Regions from separate parts of the Mus musculus genome. Here region 1 is linked to region 2. The links are chromatin contacts, called in public HiChIP or PLAC-seq maps. All regions are on one chromosome and are shown on one strand. The core of a region is the stretch at or near the end of the contact, and the rest is flanking DNA. Distances in the headings are between cores, read along the strand shown.

Region 1 (4,723 bases), core at 2,011-4,510, 470 kb after region 2:
AGAAAAATGTGGTGACATCGCTGAAACAGATGTGTGATCTCAGGAAATCCTCAAGTAACAACCACATGCCAGGAAAACCAGAGCAATAGTGCTTATTATACACACACACACAATTTGCACTCCAAACACAAAATTCATGTATATATCATACAATCAAAAGTTATCTGCCATATGAAGAAAAGGGGAAATATTACTCAAAACTGGAAAAATCAATACAAATAGATGTAGAGACGACAGAGTTATCAAACAAGGACATTAAATAGCCATTATAAAAAATAACAAATGTTATTTATATATAATATATATTATATATAAAGAATAAAAATAGAAATATATTTTATATATAAATATATATAAAGAATATTAATAGAGAAAGCATACATATTATTAGGAGGGGTATAGAGACATGCAAAGACACAAAGGGAACGTCGATACTTAAAAAGTATAAGGCAGTGGGACACTTTGGAAGCTAAGACAGGATTTCAAGTTTGATGCCAGCCTGAGCTACATAGGAAGACTCTATCTCAAAAGGAAATAAAAAGGAGGGATCAAGTCATAGGAAAGTACACCACAAAACCATCAACCGAAAGATTTGTGGAGGGGCCTGGGGATATAGCTCAGAGGTACAGCACCTGCTTATCGCTGAGGGAACCGGGTGAGGCCCCTGGTTCCGAGGTTTAGCTGAAGTGGCTACAGGTGTGAAAGTCTAAGGCAGACTGGAGAAGCAGACACAGGAGAGACGATGCTCTGCTAAGTCAAGCACATGAAAGGACACGTGGTGAAGGATTCATTGCTAACAGCACGCATGCATTGGTCCACCTTACATTGCATAGCTGAGCTGCATTTGCTGGGATGTCATAGAAATGCACCAAAAAACTTCTGGTGCTGTGCTGCAGCTTCTTGCCGCTTCCAAGGCCCGTGGTGAGGCAAGGCCACGTGGAGGACACGGGATGTTTGGAGGGTATAAATAAGATTCCACAGAGTGACAGAGACAGAGCTTGGCTTGCTGGTACAGCTAGCTGTGCAATGCTTGTGGGGCTCCCTGAGAGAGGCACAGCTGAGAGCTTCTCCTGGTGTTCCTGTTGGTCCCTCCTGCTGACTCCAGCAGAGGCTGTGGCCCAACTGTCCCTGCTAGGTCTTATCACTGCAATTGCCGACACAGCTCTACCAAACTGGACTGCTGGTGTATCTGTGAAGTGTTTGTGAGTGGATCAAGCTATTGCTGCCTGCTAACCTGTGAACTCAACTGCCGATTCCTAGACAACACAGACGGGAGTTGCTCCAAAGAACCTTTCTAAACAGGTCCACTTCCTCTGTATCCTTTCTTTTCCAATACCTCTGGTGGGTGATGGGTTACAAGGAAGGTTAAAGCATTTAAGAGTCATCAGTAAAAATAGGATTTGAAAAAATAAGAGCTTCAGAACAACCAATAGTTGGTGATTAAGTCTATCTAAAAGCACCATATTGATCTCTAAGCATCGATCGTTTTAAGTGACACGTGATCACACCAGCATTGTAGGGCAGAAATATAGTATGAGCTCCAAGGTGAACCACACACTTTTCCTGACAGCTACACTTTAAATAAAGTTAAAAGGAAGAGTGGTAGATAAACGCTATACATTTGTCACAGCACATTCCCAATAGTGACTCCGCGTGTCAGCTCGGGCACGCCCATTGTCACAAAGGTGCCAGGTGGTGGACATTGGTTGTAAGAGAGGCTGTGCATATGAGGGGCACTTTATGTTTTAGTACCGTCCATTCAGCTGGGCTATGAGCCTAGAACTGTTCCAGAAAGTAAAGCCTTAGTTGATAAGGGAAGAGGGTGGGGCAGAAACGATGTAATACAGTCCTCAGTGGTGTTTTGTTTTGTTGACAGGGTTTCTCTGTATAGCCCTGACTGTCCTGGAACTCACTTTGTAGACCAGGCTGGCCTTGAACTCAGAAATTCACCTGCCTCTGCCTCCCAAGTGCTGGGATTAAAGGCATGCACCACCACGCCCGGCTTGTCCTCAGTGTTTTTAATAAAGAAAGTCTGTTGTTTTGAAGAAGCACAAAGTAGTAGGGGCAGAGTGGGAAATACGTTCAGCCAGTTAGCCCCATGGCCTGAGTTCAGATATCTCAATTATTCACTGGGTCAAGCACTGTCTGAGACATTCTAAATACAATATGAGACTGGGTTCCTGTGCGCTTGATCAGGAAATCAGGGCCAGCCTTGGCTTCATTGTAAACTCAAGGTCAGCCTGAGCTGTATGAGATCCTGTCTTCAAAATAAGTAAATAAACACAATACGTTCATTAATCTTATCAAGAAGGCCAGCATGAGGGTTGGGGTGGGGGGGAGGCTCAGAAGTAAAAATGTCCTCACCCACAGACACGGGGCTAGTCGGGAGTAGTGTACAATCTGGACTCGAGGAGGGTGTCAAGACTTTGTTCTTTTCATTACAGTCATAGTTACCATCTGTCGCAGGAGAAAGCTGCTGTTAGTGACCTGAATAGAGGAATCTGGAAATAAGCAATTGGCTTCACTTCTGAACAGCAAGTCTCTAAACTGGACGAGCTATCTGTTCAAGGGCCAGGTAGCCAGGAAAAAGGGGGGGGTGGGGGGTGGGGGGCGTTTCTCCACAATGAATTCGCTTTGATTCCTAGGTCCTCTGGAACATTCTCCGGAGTAGCTGCTCAAAGATTCATCTCCAAATCCTCTCGAACCAATTCTGAATTTCAAGGCTCTCTAAGTCTAGTCATACAGGCTGCCCTGACCCTTTCTCTGAGTGCAATAGGTATTAACAGCGAAGCCAGCCTGTGAATCCGTGCCCTCAGCAGAGCCCTTTGGCTTTGAGGGGAGGCCAGGTAACACGCCTTCTTTAGGTCGAGGCAGCCTTTGGACAGGATAGTAAGAGTGTTCTGGAGGATTCAACTAGGGGTGCACGCCCTACAGTTCAGCTTTGACTTAGCCCTTGCAAATCAGACGGACCTGCAGAGTGATCTCGGCAGGCCAGTCGCCCCTGAGCTGCGGGCTCCCCACCCCCTATGTGCCCCGACACGGGACAGAGGCATTCCACAGGGGTCTCCAGCCTCTGACTTCCCGTTTGAAGACCGCAGCCCGGGAGCCCGAGTCCGAAGGCGACACACAGCTGGCCCATAACAAAGAGCCAGGGTCCAGGGCGCGCTGCCGCCCCCCGGGAGGTTTTGAAAACTCTGAGCGGCCGGGGCGGGGCTTCAGCGAGCCGCAGCCAATCACCAGAGAGCCAAGGCGCCGGGGGCGGGGCCTGGTGCCAGGGGTTGCTACGGCCAGGCTGGGTCCGAGCATCCCGCGGCTTCGGACCCACCCGGCCCGGACATGGCGAGCGTCCGGGCCTCCCCGCGCAGCGCGCTGCTACTTCTGCTGGCCGCGGCGGGGGTCGCGGAGGTGACGGGGGGCCTGGCCCCGGGCAGCGCGGGTGAGTAGCCGCGGGAGCCACGATCGGGGCGGTCCTGAGGAGTGCCTCAGCGCTCCAAGATGGCGCGGAGCCGGGGGCGGGGTGCGCGTGCCCCCAGACCCGCGGGCGGCGGTCAGGAACGCCGGGCTGGAGCCCGACCCGGAGGCCGCTCTCCGCCCTCGTCTTCTTCTCCCTGAAGATCTTGCGAACCCTGGGGTGGTGACTGGGGTTCGAGGCCTTGTTCTGTCACCTCCCAGACAGGGGCCCCTTGCCCTGCCGGACCCTGGTCCCTGGCCAGGGTCCCTGTCAGAAAACAGGGAGGTGCCTGGGCTCCGGATAGCACCGCTGGGCGGAAGGGATACGTAGGTGCAGCTCCCCTGCTGCTGCCCAGTCAGTTGTTGTCACTTGTTAATTTGACTGACTTGGCCTGAGTGGCGGTGAACTTTGATAGGGTCCACAAGGTTGCCTGGCGGGTGCACCGTGGGTCTGAGACCCGGCTGGGGGATGGGGTAAGGTGGGGTGGGGGTTGACTACACATCGATAAATCACCCCGTGGCGGCTTGGCTTCGGGAGAGAGGTGTGTTCTAGGGCTCTGTTAAAGCAGTTGCACCAGAGATGGATGGAAAGCTTGACCGCTTAGGATTGTCCTTCCTGCGCTTGCTCAGCGTTCGGATGTGACACGAACTCGTGCTTCCCGGGACACCTCAGGCTGATAGGTGGTGGAAGACAGGAGCGCTAAGCAGTTTGAATTCAGGCAGACAGGTTCAGAGGAGAGATGCGGGTGGGGCTGCATGTGCACAGAGGAACGTTGACATTCACCTAGAAGATGAGAAAAACCGAGTGTCTACCTATACTAGCCATCGAAAGATGAATGGAATTTTTATAACAAAAGTAACGGAGGAGTGTGTTGCTTACAGGGAGAGGCACTCAGGGGAAAAACATACCCAGTCTCAAGGAAGTTTTCAAGAAAGCCTGAGAAGTTAAAATTAAGGAGTTTTGGTTGATGCTTTATTTATTTATTTATTTATTTATTTTAAAGGAAGGCATTTGAAGAAGATTGTGACAGGAACCTGGGATTAGTTAATTATTTGAATTCTAAATTTAACTATAAACTAGTAAGGAAACCAATAGAAAAGGGACGAAAGAATACTGTGAATTCTTGACTAATCCAGCTTATCTCTCTGTGTTCTAGTTAGTCCAAAGATGTCTAAAGAATACTAGTTACCCCCTTCTTATCCCACTGTTGTGGAGTAGGGCTTTTAGGAAAACTTCAGTAAGTTACTTAGCCTTAATCTTTTTTTTTACTTT
Region 2 (4,880 bases), core at 1,347-3,846:
TGCATACAGCATTCATACAGAGACTGTAAGGTCTTGGGATAGCCAGCAGGTTGGTTCTATAGGTAAGGGTGCTTGCCACCAAGACTGACAACCTGGGTTTAATTCTTGGAGTCCACACAAGGGTAGAGGAGAACTGACTCCTTGAAAGCTGTCCTCCGGCCTCCATTTGTGCGCATGGCGGCGCATGCGTGCCCACACACCCCCCAAATGTAAAAGAAAAATGCTTCTAGATCAGGAAAATACAGTTTATCATAACTTATTTTGATTTGTCTTAATGTGAGCATTTGCTATTAGATCAGTCATACAGTTTGAGGTGACATGGCCAAATGCAGGTTATTGCTGAATGGAATAACATAAACAGAAGTCCTCCCTTATTTCCAGATAAGTTCCTTGAGGTGAAAGGTCAGCAGAGTGACCTTATTGGGAAAGGTCAGGGACAAAGGTATACTGAGACGACACACAGTCCTCACTTCTGTCCCTCTTTGAAACAGGGTCCTGCAATGTAATCCAGACTGACCACAAACTCGCAGCGAAAGCAGATGCCCCTCAGCTTCCCAGACGCTAGGGTCACAGACGCTGGGGTCACTACACCTGGCTCCTTGGGCACCAGGCATGCAGTAGGGCTGGGTAGTAAGTAACAGCATGATCTGTGGTGTGCTAAACTAAAGGAATCATGGAGTGTGTGTCGCTAGCTCTGCAGGCTCGGGGTCGTCTGCCTCACAGATATTTTCGGGACAAAGACCCTGGGCCCAAAGTTCTCATGGGAATCAAGTAGTGAGTACTCCATGCTCTTGATCACAAATGGCACTGCTTAACCTACAGCAAGCCCCAGAAGTAGTCTCTATCAGCTCCAGAAAAGGCCAGCGCCCCACACCTACCGTTTCAGCCATGCTGAGAGGGCTGCTACTGGCTGCTCAGGGTTGTAAGCTCCTCCCTTTTCCGGCTTCTCTTCTTCATTGTTTGCTTCTTTGTAGGACCAGGGGCTGTTGATCCTCAAGCGAGTCAAGGTTAGACCTCTGTAATTCAGCTCAGGTCAGCATGAAGTCAGGAAACACACAGGTCTCAGGAGCGCGGGGAAGATGCAAGAACGGAAGTAGATGAATGTGAAGGCGTGCACCTGGAACCCCAGCGCTGCCTCTCAAGGCTTCTTGAGACCTGAAATCCAGAGTCTTCCCGGTAGAGTGGAGATAGCATAGTCAGCCACCATACCATGGGTTCTACGGCCCACAGATTCAACCAACCATGGAGGAGAAATATTCAGGGGAGGAGAGCTTGCCTGGGACACATAAAGCCCTCAGTTCAATTGGAAATTTAGTTGGGGGAGTAAAGGAAACAGTTCAGAGCAAAACCAAATAAATGCGCATGACTCATTGGGAACCACAGCGCTCACCAGGAAGGTGGCTGGTTGGCTGGTTGGTTTTGTTTTGTTTTGTGGAGTTTTTGAGACAGGGTCTCTCTATGTAGTTCTGGCCACCCTAGAGTTCTCTATGTAGACCAGGCTGGCCTTCGACTCACAGACATCTGCTTGCCTCTACCTCCCAAGTGCTGGGATTAGAGGCATGTGCTGCCATGGTTGTCCTGAAAGCTGCTGTTTTGGAGGGTGGCATCAGTGAGCAGCGACAGATTCCACTTACACACCTGGCTCGTGTGTGGTCTGCTACTGCGCGGTTATCCTCACAGAATGGCCCAGAACTCGAGAGAGGAAGAGGCAGGTAGTTCAGAAGGTCCACAGTTGAAGCGAAGGCTCTAAGAACCCAGTCCCTTTCCTTTGCCTGCCTTCCTGTGGGAGAAGGAACTTTCCAGACTCTCTGCCTGGTTAAAGGGAATCGACTCCCTTACAACCCTGGTCGAACCCAAGTCCGCAAGAACCAAAAACTGATGTGACAGGCTCAGCTCCGCTTAAACTGTTAGACCCTCTGAAGAGCCGGGAGACCAGCTGAACCCTGGGTTAGGGAGGTGGCCTGCAGCCACCCAGACTTGGAGCATCAGAGCCACCTGCTCAGAGAAGCCCCCTGTGGCCCAGGGGCTTCCTTCAGAAGCCTACGCAGAGGGACCCTGGAAACCCAGCACTGAGATTGGGCCTTGTGAAAAATGCCGGTGTTGTTTAGCTGGTGGAATGCTGATCTGTCGCTGGGAATATTGTTTTGTTTAGTGTAGCCTCTGGGTGGGGCTTCCAAAATCTCCTTCCAGGATGACCCTCCACCCTAACCCAGCTGGAAACCTAACTAAAGAAAAAGCTGGGAAACACGCAGTCATTCACTGCCTGAGTGGGAGGAGTGTGTGTGGGGGGGTGCTTCTAGCCAAGGTCGGAAAGGAGCGGCCTGAGAAGGGAAGGAAGGAAGGAAGGAAGCGCCCAGGCTCTGCCCAGACTTCTTCCAACACTCAGGACCCAGGAGAAGCTAGGCTCGGCTCTCCCTGGGTTTTTATGCTGCTGTCTGGAAAGTCTCCGTCTTCCAGCACCTACTGCCCCCTGTGGCTGACTTCTCTCTCTACGCCCCTCCCCCAGACTAACAGGCCGAAGGGACCGACCTGGAACTGAGTGGCTGCACTGTGGGCTTGCCTGCTCCTTTCCCTCCCCATCCCTCCCCTTAGTAGCAACGTCACCGCAGCCCAGCCGCCGTGGCAGCAGCAGCAGCAAGAAGACAGGCTGAGATTGCGCAGCCTCCCTGCATTAGCTCGGGATGCCATTGTACTAACAGAAATCAGATCTCAGGGTATCAGCCCGGTCCCCCTTGTGCGATCTCGAGGACCAGTGATTCAGCTGCCATTGTCGAGGTAGGGCGCGACGGGCGTGCAAAAGGAACGGGAGCCACCAGGTCCAGCTCGAGGCTCCTTGCAGAGGAATGGCTCTGGGGTGGGGGGTGGGAGGTCACTGCTGGCAGAGGCCGGATCAGCATCAGCATCTGGGCTCTGGCTTCTGAAGGGTGGCTTTGTCTTTCGGAAAGGGAGAGTGACAGCAAGCGGAGACAAACTCATCTCTGCATGCATGCATGGGCCGGGCAAGAAAGAGGCTTGGGCTGATGCTATCTATCTGTGCTGTTTGGTCAAGAAACAAGATCCTTTTCTCTTCCTTCCTTCCTTCCTTCCTTCCTTCCTTCCTTCCTTCCTTCCTTCCTTTCTTTCTTTCTATCTGGGTATTTCTAATGAAGCTGCTGTAGCTGCAGCTTTCAAATCTGGACACAAAGGCTGAATGGGTGGAGACCCTTCTACAGCTCGTGGAAGTTTATGCTGAAAACCATGCAGGAATCTATGCATTCTTATCCAGAAGGTTGGGTGGCTTTTCCTCCCCACACATGCATACTTGTATGCACACAGACATATCCATTGTAGAAGCTGCCAGGCTCTGGGATTGGTTGCAGTAAGAATGAATGCAAATGCCCTACAGCGTATGGAGAGAGGGATGCTGAAGGCACCTGACCTCTTATGTTATACTCAGCCCTGCTCTACAGAGCAGCTTCCTAGCAGGAAGGGACCAAAGCACAAGCTAAACCAATGCCCCCTGATCCACCATACCGCCCTCTTCCCTTCGTCCTGCCCTAGAGAAGACTGTCAGCCCCACAGAGGCTCTCCGAAGGACCTCAGGTCAAGGTCAGATCACTAAAGTATAACAATGAATGCCTTTGCCTCCCTCCCTGCTAGCTCTGAAGAAACCAGAAAAGCAGCAACTAGGTACTGTGACCAACAGAGGGATGCTGTTGGGTGAACAAAGACAGGAAGCGGCCTTCTGGAGTTGTCTTGCCCGTAGGCAGACAGATCCTTAGCCCTGTTTCCACCATTCACCCGGTAGTCAACTTGGAGATTAGACGGGAGTTTTACAATGTGTGACTGGGCATTTCGGGAGTGTCCTGAGAGTAGGTTAGTTCCCAGCAAGCCAAGAACTGTGAACAGCACAGTGGAGCAAGGGGGAAGTGTCGTGAGAACCATGAATGGGCCAGGATGAGGCAGAAGCCTGAGAACTGGGGCCTGAAGGGCAGGAAACAGGATTGACCAATGTGAGAACATGGGACGAAAGGGGCCGCAGGTTCAGACTAGTTGATAGAGCTTATATAAGTGGTCACGGCAGTGGGCACCATGGAATAGTAGGAAACAGCTGTGTGAGGGTGATGGCCGGACTTGAGGGAGAGGACTGGCCTCAAGCCCTTGAGAATGAGTGGTAGTAGACACCCTCGAGAGGGGACGTGCCCAGGCTTGGAGCCATTTCAGCTGTGATTGGGAGTGAGCTACCCATAACCTGCAGCTTGGTTTCCTCGTGTGTTAAACGTGTGTGATGACACACACACCTCTAATCTCAGTACTCAGGAGGCAGAGGCGGGCAGATCTCTGAGTTCAAGGCCGGCCTCAGCTACAGAGCCAGTTCTAGGTCAGCCAGGGCTATACAGAGAGACCCTGTCTCAAAAATATAAGCAAGCAAGCCCACGCAGTGAAAATGCCTGTGACTATATGGGGATGTTTAGATGGAATTGGAGATTCCCTGCATCTGTGCACCTAGATGTCACATCTTCCTGCTGGCTGAGCCACTACTCTACCTACAGAGTTAGATTTAGGTAGGAGGCTCGTCTTCGTTTATGGGAGTTTCCTCCTCCTCTCTTCATTTAATTAGGAACAACACGTGTGAACTGAGTTCATTCATCTCAGAGTGCTCTTCACCCATGGCCACAGTGTTACATTCACTCCCAGGGAAGAAGTCTTAGATGCACTCTCGCTTGTTTTCTGCAGTGTTTGAGGCAAAGTCAAATGGCTTATTACATCATTCCTCTTTGTGTTGTTTGAGTCAGACTCAGTAGCCCAGGTTAGTTTGAACCGACTGTAGCTCAGACTGGCCTTGAACTCCTAACCTTTCTCCCTACCCTACAGATGCTGGGGTTATAGGGGTCACCTCC

Evidence for each region. HiChIP or PLAC-seq counts read pairs in DNA pulled down with a chosen protein or histone mark.
Region 1: a contact with region 2 is called in an H3K4me3 HiChIP or PLAC-seq map of embryonic stem cells, with 3 times the contacts expected there. The contact joins the promoter of Reck here to the promoter of Rusc2 in region 2. A contact is called at or near these places in 2 of 115 datasets of contacts at active chromatin or transcription factors (embryonic stem cells and pancreatic cancer cells).

What each region holds. Positions count from the first base shown.
Region 1 is chr4:43,872,270-43,876,992 of GRCm38.p6, forward strand. It overlaps Reck (reversion-inducing-cysteine-rich protein with kazal motifs), which reads left to right and starts at 3,261. Exons shown (of 21, transcript NM_016678.2): 1 at 3,261-3,436. The coding sequence starts at 3,337.
Region 2 is chr4:43,403,906-43,408,785 of GRCm38.p6, forward strand. Rusc2 (RUN and SH3 domain containing 2) reads left to right here and starts at 2,597. Exons shown (of 12, transcript NM_199057.3): 1 at 2,597-2,775.